3 separate regions of the Mus musculus genome follow, and all the other regions are linked to region 1. The links are chromatin contacts, called in public ChIA-PET and HiChIP or PLAC-seq maps. All regions are on one chromosome and are shown on one strand. The core of a region is the stretch at or near the end of the contact, and the rest is flanking DNA. Distances in the headings are between cores, read along the strand shown. Region 1 overlaps Cubn (cubilin (intrinsic factor-cobalamin receptor)). Region 2 overlaps St8sia6 (ST8 alpha-N-acetyl-neuraminide alpha-2,8-sialyltransferase 6). Region 3 overlaps St8sia6 (ST8 alpha-N-acetyl-neuraminide alpha-2,8-sialyltransferase 6).

The links. ChIA-PET counts read pairs in DNA pulled down with a chosen protein or histone mark. HiChIP or PLAC-seq counts read pairs in DNA pulled down with a chosen protein or histone mark.
Region 2: a contact with region 1 is called in an RNA polymerase II ChIA-PET map of memory CD8 T cells, with 25 read pairs. The contact joins two enhancer-like sites. A contact is called at or near these places in 1 of 484 Hi-C or Micro-C datasets (CD4 T cells) and 2 of 115 datasets of contacts at active chromatin or transcription factors (memory CD8 T cells and pancreatic cancer cells).
Region 3: an H3K27ac HiChIP or PLAC-seq map of thymic regulatory T cells shows a contact between it and region 1, with 2.5 times the contacts expected there. The contact joins two enhancer-like sites. A contact is called at or near these places in 1 of 484 Hi-C or Micro-C datasets (natural killer cells) and 1 of 115 datasets of contacts at active chromatin or transcription factors (thymic regulatory T cells).

The regions. Positions count from the first base shown.
Region 1 is chr2:13,412,434-13,415,359 of GRCm38.p6, reverse strand. All of the region lies in intron 27 of Cubn (cubilin (intrinsic factor-cobalamin receptor)), which reads left to right. Among named protein-coding and RNA genes, the nearest start is that of Cubn, 78 kb to the left of the region's middle. Within about 2 kb of position 1,604, at least 226 of the 459 cell types and tissues checked have an H3K27ac peak or open chromatin away from gene starts, as enhancers often do. A contact at or near this core is called in memory CD8 T cells and thymic regulatory T cells, where this site is marked.
Region 2 is chr2:13,717,680-13,720,379 of GRCm38.p6, reverse strand. The region is part of intron 3 of St8sia6 (ST8 alpha-N-acetyl-neuraminide alpha-2,8-sialyltransferase 6); the gene reads left to right. Among named protein-coding and RNA genes, the nearest start is that of St8sia6, 74 kb to the left of the region's middle. Within about 2 kb of position 1,344, at least 32 of the 459 cell types and tissues checked have an H3K27ac peak or open chromatin away from gene starts, as enhancers often do. A contact at or near this core is called in memory CD8 T cells, where this site is marked.
Region 3 is chr2:13,756,392-13,759,273 of GRCm38.p6, reverse strand. All of the region lies in intron 2 of St8sia6 (ST8 alpha-N-acetyl-neuraminide alpha-2,8-sialyltransferase 6), which reads left to right. Among named protein-coding and RNA genes, the nearest start is that of St8sia6, 36 kb to the left of the region's middle. Within about 2 kb of position 1,588, at least 38 of the 459 cell types and tissues checked have an H3K27ac peak or open chromatin away from gene starts, as enhancers often do. A contact at or near this core is called in thymic regulatory T cells, where this site is marked.

The DNA.
Region 1 (2,926 bases), core at 355-2,854:
TAGAAGTGACCCTTAAGCATCGGGCTCTATTGCAGACCTGCTCAGTCCTTTCTATGCTGCTCAGTAGAGCATGACGGTTTAGAAAGAAGATTCTAGAGCCAGTAAGCCTGGGTTTAAATCTAAGCTTGAATAACCATGGATGGGTTGTTCAGTCTCTGGGTGTCATTTCCCTCAGTAAAATGGAACAATCAAAGTAAATGAGCTAATACACACAAAGAATGAGAACAGGGCCTAGCACACAGCAAACAATGCTAACTGCTGTTCGCGGTACTAATCGAAGCAGAGCTCCTGAGCCAGCCATAGGGATTCATAGTGCATCCATCCTGCAGGCGGAGGGAATTAGTGGCCCCTCGTTTAGAATTCTTCCTTTTCTTTTTGCTGATGACTGCAGCCAGCTTCCTCGATGCATCTTGGCACCTTGCACAAAGTATAAATGAGAAATGACAACACCCATATTCTAGTCTACTGATTTAACTGAAGCTCTTTGAGGAAACAGAATGGAGAGGTTCCATTGACACATTGAAGGTTTGGAAACTGTTAGTAACGGCCTTAAAAACTGCTCCGTGCTTCTCTATAATCCTTTAACAAAGAATGAGTATATTTGCTACAATTTAACATTTTTTGGCTTTTAGAAAGAAAATTGGGGTGAAGAAAACAATCAGTTTTCTTTGCATCATTGATGCATTTCACAATTCTGCATTAACTACACTTGCACTCACCTCAGTTTGTAGAGACTTCATTGCAGAGTTGCTAGGCATTTTAACCCCCAGTAATGCCCAGCATAGGACACATGCCCATAAACAGTGCATTATTATTCTAGCATGAATAGAATCTCCCAGACTAAAGAGAGGCCCATTGGACACGCAAACTGTATATGCTCCAGTACAGGGGAACGCCAGGGCCAAAAATATGGGAATGGGTGGGTAGGGAAGTGGGGGGGGGGAGGGTATGGGGGACTTTTGGGATAGCATTGGAAATGTAATTGAGGAAAATATGTAATAAAAAATATTAAAAAAAAAAGAATCTCCCAGACTATGGTTCAGCCCCTAGCCTTTTGCACTGTCAAAAGCTGTATTTGGGACCTGGGGAGTTGTTTCAGTTACTAAGTATTTGTCACACAAGCAAGAGCACCTGCGTTCAGACTCCTGTGTAAAAAGCTGGGTGTGATAGTACACCTCACATCTCTGTAACCCCAGCACTGGGATAGGCATGTGGAAACAGGAGGATCCCTGGATCTGGCCAGCCAACTTAGTCAAATTGGGAAGAAACTTTGTCTTAAACAGAGTAGAGAGCAATTGAAGACATCCAGTGTTGATCTTTGGCCTGCACACAGCAGCATTCACATGTGCTTAGACCCACGTGCTCAAAAATACACCCTTCACACATAAATACTTATGTGTCCACCCCAAAAGCCATAGTCTACAAACATTTTCCCCTTTATGATAACAGAGTTGTACACAGAGTGTCCCCATGTGTGAACAGCACAGCTCCTTCCTTCTGCCTCTCAGCCTTCTTCCAAAAGCCACAGAGCTTCTCTGTCTGAAGCCTGGTAATTAAAAGCTCCCTTCCTGGTTAGAACAAAGCAGAGAAGCAGAAGAGGTTTTGTGTGTGTGAGCCACAGTGGGTTTGACTCTTTGATCAGGGCGCGCCTCCTTGCTCATTTCCTGAGCAGATGAGTCATGTTTCCTGGAACAGTCCTTTAGAGGAAGTGGGCTTCCACAACGTTAGCTGTCTGCTAATAGCCCTGCTTACAGTAGAGCACCTGCCACTCACAAGTGAGTTTAAGTGCATTCTATAGGCCAGACATTTAGTTTTGTCTCCATACCAGCTGGGAGAATATAGCTTTCTACTAGGATAATCCACATTCAGAATTTTGAAAAGTATAGCAATGAAGCTGATCTCTCTTACGTCATTAAGCAGTCCAAGATGCATCTTAGACAAGATGTTGACTCCAAAATTGTCTGGGTAAAATGTGATTTTTTTGTTTTGTTTTGTTTTTCCAGACAGGGTTTCTCTGTGTAGCCCTGGCTGTGTTCTGGAACTCACTCTGTAGACCATGCTGGCCTTGAACTCAGAAATCCTCCTGTCTCTGCCTCCTAAGTGCTGGGATTAAAGGTGTGTGCCACCACTTCCCGGCGATTTTTTTTAAATTATAAAAATATATGAATTCTTTATTTTTTAGGCGATCAAAATTCTTTTCAGACAGAGAGTGGTGGTACACACACACACACACACACACACACACACACACACACATCACAGCACTTTAGAGGTTGAGGCAGGAGGATCCATTTACAATCAGACTGGCTACCTAAGACCCCTGTCTTTGGGAGAAGAAAAGAAAATCGTTGCCCTTTTCTGACCATCCTCACGATGAAGAATTTTCAACTGACTAGTTTGCTATATAAAATGATGCAGAGCTGCAGCCTTCAAACAACCAGCCTTTGGTTCAAAAGAGCTCTGGTCTCTGCTCCTCATAGCCTCTCGAACTTGAAGCATAGGATTCAGATGAATAAGAACAAAACCTACCACAATTTCCCAAACTACCGTTAAGCCACTTAAAAATCCCTTTACATGCACAAAGTTTGACATTATTTCCCACAACTTTCCACCTCTCTTCCTCCCATACTTAAGCCCAAAGCAGAAAAGTCCAGAGGCATCTACTATCAATGCTTGTGAGTACACTGCACAGGGAGGACCATGGGTGCAGGCACACTGCAAAGAGAGGACCATGGGTACAGGCACACTGCACAGGGAGGACCATGGGTACAGGCACACTGCAAAGGGAGGACCATGGGTGCATGCAGACTGCACAGGGAGGATCATGCATACAGGCACACTGCACTGGTAGGAAATGCTGGTCACAAGGTTAAGTTTTAAATATCATAAATCTTAGTTAGGAATTCTGGTTTAACTTTTTAAATGG
Region 2 (2,700 bases), core at 95-2,594, 310 kb before region 1:
CTGCCTAGTGTTGACTACATTTTTGAATAAAAGGACAATTAAGCAGTAGAATTAGGACAATCAGTAGAATGAGTCTTATGTGTGGCAATTTTCTTTCTCTGTCTCTGTCTCTCTCTCTTGTGTGTATGTGTGTGTGTGTGTGTGTATCTGTCTGTCTGTCTGTATCTCTCTCTGTGTGTGTCTATCTGCCTCTCTATATCTTGATGACATGTCTCTGTCTCTGTGTGTATGTCTATGTGTTTCTCTCCATTTCTGTCTGTCTGTGTCTCTGTCTCTCTCTATGTGTCTGTCTGTCTCTCTGTCTGTGTGTGTGTCTGTCTCTCTATGTGTCTCTGTCTGTGTGTCTGTCTATTTATCTCTCTGTGTGTCTATCTCTGTGTGTCTGCCTGTCTGTCTGTCAGTGTCTTTCTCTCTGTATGTATATTTATATATGTCTGTGTGTGTGTGCATGTATGTTGTATATGCTTATTAATGATGTTGGGTGGACATATGTGTACATGCAGGTGCTTGTCCACGAAGACCAGAGGTTCATGTTGAATGTCTGTAAATCCCTTTCCATTTTCAGTCCTAGACAAAGTCTTTCACTGAGCCTGAAGCTCATCAAAGTTGCTAGCCAATTTGGTCACCGTGCTTCAAGGATGTCTGTTTCCTCCTCTCCTTGCAACTGGGTCCAAATATCCAACACCCCTCTTGCCTTTTAGGGGATTCTGGGGACCAACCACATTGTGGTCTTCATGCTTATACAATGGACACTTTACCTTCATCCCCCAACTCCAAGATTCTTTATTCTCAGTTTAAAACCTTGATCTCCAAGGTGAGAAGTGTCTTATTTTTAGTTCTGTTTCTGGTGTCTGTACATGAATTAGACCCTCTTAATTCCATAAATATTTATGGAATGAGAAAGTGAAGTCATTTATTTCTTAAGTTTGTAAAATGCTTTCTATTCCATAAAATCTATAAGTATTAAAAATCGTCATCAGTCAGTCCCTAAGTTTTAACTCTTTTGATGCCAGTATTTCTTTATGTGACTCCTTCTGTTGTTTTGGGCTTATGCTTTCTCTGGGGTAGATTTTCTAACTGATTTTTTGTCCCTGACTGCCTTCCCAGGTGTCTTCACTATAATCCTTTTCACTAGGATTTCCCTCCCTACTCAACAGCAATATTAAACTGTATTAAAAATACAAGCTTATCATTGTTAGTCTGCACATTTCTCATTATGGCACACTTACTATTTACAGTTTTTGCTTGTATGTTTAGAAAAATAGTTGTATGGGTATCCGAGTTGTCTGGTGTGATCTTCACTGCTTCAGACAAATGATGTCACTTACCTCAGAGCAGCTGCTTCAAAGGCGCTGGTGGGGCGGAGTCTTACTTGTCCCTTCCTTTCGTTTCTCTGCCTCTTGTGGTTAGTCAGGTTTTATTTGCTAAAACCAATACCAAAGACGAATCAGCTTATGAAGAAAAAGGTACTTTCTGGGGCTAGAATCTTAGATGCTTTTGTATATGATCAGACAGATAGGAAGCTCTTAGGTCTCTGGTGGGAAGGCAGCACCCACATGGCTAGAATGCAAACCCAAGATAATCCCACAATCCTCTTCAAAGGTTCACCTCCAGCAACTGAAACCTTCTTGCCAGGCCTTACCTCAGAGTTTCCACCATCTCTCAACGGGGCAAATGGGAGCAAGCCCTTTACATATGACTTCTGAGGGACATTTTTAACACCCAAATGCTAGCAATTTTTGAACAATCTCCTCTTTTTGGCTTCAGGACTTCATTCCCAAATTAGAGTTGTGATATTTAGTCTCCACTGTTCAGTCAGGATGATGAACTGCCCTAGTGAAATCTCTTAGAACTCAAGGCCTTGAATCAAGACTTGTCCTGCATACATCCTCCTTCCTCATGGGATAATTCCCTCAGGCATATTCCATTCTGAGTATTGACTCAGTGGTTCTGAGAGTCATCTCTAACAGTTAATGCCCTGGAAAGACAAAGTGAAAGCCTGTATTTTACACACTATACAGAGACTTCAGCCATACTCATACTCTGCTGACTACTTTGAGGCAGTAGACTGTGACTGCTGCTGCTGTGGCCTCAGTGTTTGGGATATGGTGTCTGTATGGGCAGCTGTTTTCAGTCAAAACTTGAGGCTATGGAAAGAGAATACTGTCAGTTGAGGTCAGCTAAGCATCTTTACTCCATATATATTTAATAACTTTACCATTTTGATCATCCTATTAATTATAGGCCTTGTCTTAGTTAGGTTTCTATTGCTGCAATGACACACCATGACCACAAACAAGTTGGGGACAAAAGAGTTTATTTGGTTTATACTTCCAAGTCACTGTTCATTTTTTGAAGGAAGTCAGGACAGAAACTCAAATAGGAAAGGAACCTGGAGGCAGAAGCTGATGCAGAAGCCATGGAAGGGTGCTTCTTACTGACTTGCTCTCCATGGCTTGCTCAGTCTGCTTTCTTATAGAACCCAGGATGACAAATTGAGAGATGGCACCATCTACAATGAGCTGGACCCTCTCTTTTCAATCACTAGCTAAGAAAATGCTTGCCTCTGGAGCTTGTGTCTCTAGCTGCGTATGAATCTAGTTGGCCATCAGTGGAAAGAGGGGCCCATTGGTTGTGCAAACTTTATATGCCTCAGTACAGGGGAACGCCAGGGCCAAGAAGTGGGAGTGGGAGGATGGG
Region 3 (2,882 bases), core at 339-2,838, 340 kb before region 1:
TGCACTTGGTGAGGATCAACTTTTATTGGTGCAAAGTTGCTGTTTTATACGTTCCTGTCCTGGAAGGTTCCTAGACTCTTTGGGACTTTATGTTGAAGAAACCAAATGGTCCAGAAATCTATCCTAGCAGTCTGTGAGGTGGTCCTGTAGGGTGTCTTCTGGCAGGAATGGTGCTGGAAGCAGGATTGCAATCAGGAGCAGTTTACTTGCTATGAACCTAGAGTTGCTTAGCCATGGCCACAGGATGACAGCTCGAGGTCTCACCAGTCTCAGGAACCTCATAGCAGCAAGCACCAACCTTCTTCTTCTTGTGATACTCTCAAGAGCAATGTAATCCATGATTTCTTTTTCCGTTTTAACAATGGGTGGCAGAAGACATAACAGATGATATTTAATGGATCTCTTTCAGCAAGTAGTTCTGAGCTAGCCTAGGCTAGCCTAGCAGCTGCAGTGTTAGTATCCCGTGTTCCTTGGTCTCCACTGTACTGTGCTCAGTAGAGCTTCTCATCTTTCCACCAGCCAGGTGTGTCTGCCATCTGTATAGTCTATATTACAGCATGGAAGAAAAGGGAGAGGTGGGGGAGGGCATTTTCCTAATAAGCCTGTGATAGTTAACCTTGGTCATCAGTCTGTTGATGAGGGACTTAGAGTCACCCAGAATACACCTCCAGGCATGTATATGAGAACATTTCAAGAGAGGTTGAATTGAGGTGAGAAACCCCACTTTGAATGTGGACTGCACTATGCCATGACTGGTTGAGACCCTGGACTGGTTGAATATGAGAATGTGAGCTGAGCATTCACCTCTCTGCTTCCTGACATGGTATCAGCTGCCTTGGTCCTTCTTGCTACCTTACCATCTACCGTGATGAACCATACCTTCAAACCACTAGCCGAACAAAGCCTTCAGGAATCCAAAGATAAAGCACTAATTTAGGCTGTCCCTCTATTCATGAGCAAGCAGATTTCCATGAAGCCACCACTGAGACCCAGGGATGTTCCTACTGCAAAAAGAAAAGTAACTAATAATGAGGATTTGCTTTATATCTGCAAAGAAATTCTAACCCCCAGATTTCTGCCTAAATTTATTTGTCCTCTATCCAATCTCGTTGCAGAACAGCCTAGACAGAGAAATGATCTAGCTTTTGGAACTTGAATTCTAGAGGAGGACAAAGGAAAGTTGGGGGCATGGATGAATTCTGAGTTCTAGATCCCTGCTCACACCGAGTTAGTATATCCTTAGGGTTACCTAATATAGGGTCACCTAATAGTCCAACTCCACTTAAATAATAGAGATACATGAAAGTGGGGGAGTAACTACAGCACCATGTACACGATGCTAAATAAATCCCTAATCCCTAAAATGTGAGGATGAGATAGAATGTTAAAAGCACAGGGATGGACATAGGTAAACTATTGGTGTGGTGGGCAGTGCGTTGTGTTCTTAAAATGAAAAACTGGCGGGGTCAGTTTAAGGACAATAGATGGACTCTAAGCTATGGGCTATGGGCAAGCAGAGCTGAGTGGCACATGCTAGATCTAAGGCAAAAGACGTGAGCCTGTGTGATCTCTAGTCACTCCTCTGTTCACAACATAAATATACCATCTCAACAGGAAATGGGATGGTGGTGCAGTCTAGGCCACAACAACCACAGAGTCTGTTTATGTTCAACCGAATTTCATGCCTCAAGTTATCACAAGCTGACTTCCGTTCTCAACCACGGCCTGGCCCATCTTTGCAGAGGTTTTAGCAACACAGTCAATCGATGCTTGTTAACTCCTGTATCACTTGCTTCCTTGAATTTAGCATCCTTTCTTCCAGAACTAGTTGCTTCCTCGGGTTCCCACTACGCCAGGTTGGGCAGCCTCTTATTTGGCCTGTCTTTTATTGGTATCGTTCTGACTTCCTCTCTACTGATGTGGACAGAGTCTTCTCTTGGCCTCTGGACCTTTTCTCTGTGTTTCTTGTTCATTTTGCATGGCCACATTCTCCTCTGTCCCAGTGATTCTGTAGCTCTAGCTTAGTTTTCTTACTTCTAACTCTGTCCCTTTATGTTTCTCTGTAGAGCTCATTACCACATGCTATAACTAGAATCTAATGTGTTCCCCACAGACTTATGCCTTGAATTCTTTGTCTCCAGCATGTGGCCTTATTTTGCACACTTGGCACCTTTAAGAGGTAGAGTCTGATTGATGTAAGACAGCAACTAGGGACAGAGCTTTGAGGATAATATTACTTGTGATTCTGGCTGTAGCCTCTGCTTCCTGCTCCATCAAGGTGTATGGATGCTGCTCATGGCCCCCATGAGTTCTACCATGACTTCCCCCACCATGATAACTTGAAATCCCTCTGAAAACACGAGCTAAAATAATCCCTTCTCCTTTCAGTTGTTGCTTTCAGGTATTTTGTAGCAGTGTTGAGAAATGTAAGGAATACATCACAATAAAAGAAACAGAATCTTCATTTCCCTACCCTTGAGCATCCTGAGTGTTAGGCATCAGCAGGGGCTGCGTACCAGTTTTATGGCTCCAGCATTTACTGAGTGTCATCTAATGAATAAAAGTCAATGTTTGTGAAATCAGTGCATGGATGGAGGTGTTAGGATTTATAATGCATGTAATTCTATAGGAGATACAACCAACACAGGACTAAGGAAGAGGACAGGGTCCAGGGTGGGCAGGACCAAGAAGGCTGCAGTGAGACAAACTCAGATAGACATTTATTACATATAATTTCATTATCCCAGCAGCTCATAAGATACATGCTATAGTATTGATGTCATGATATTAAAAGAAATGGACATGGAAAGAAATTTAGCCACTCAGCTAGTAAGTGAGATGTGCTAATAGAGATAATACTAAAAGTTAATAGGGCTTCAAAT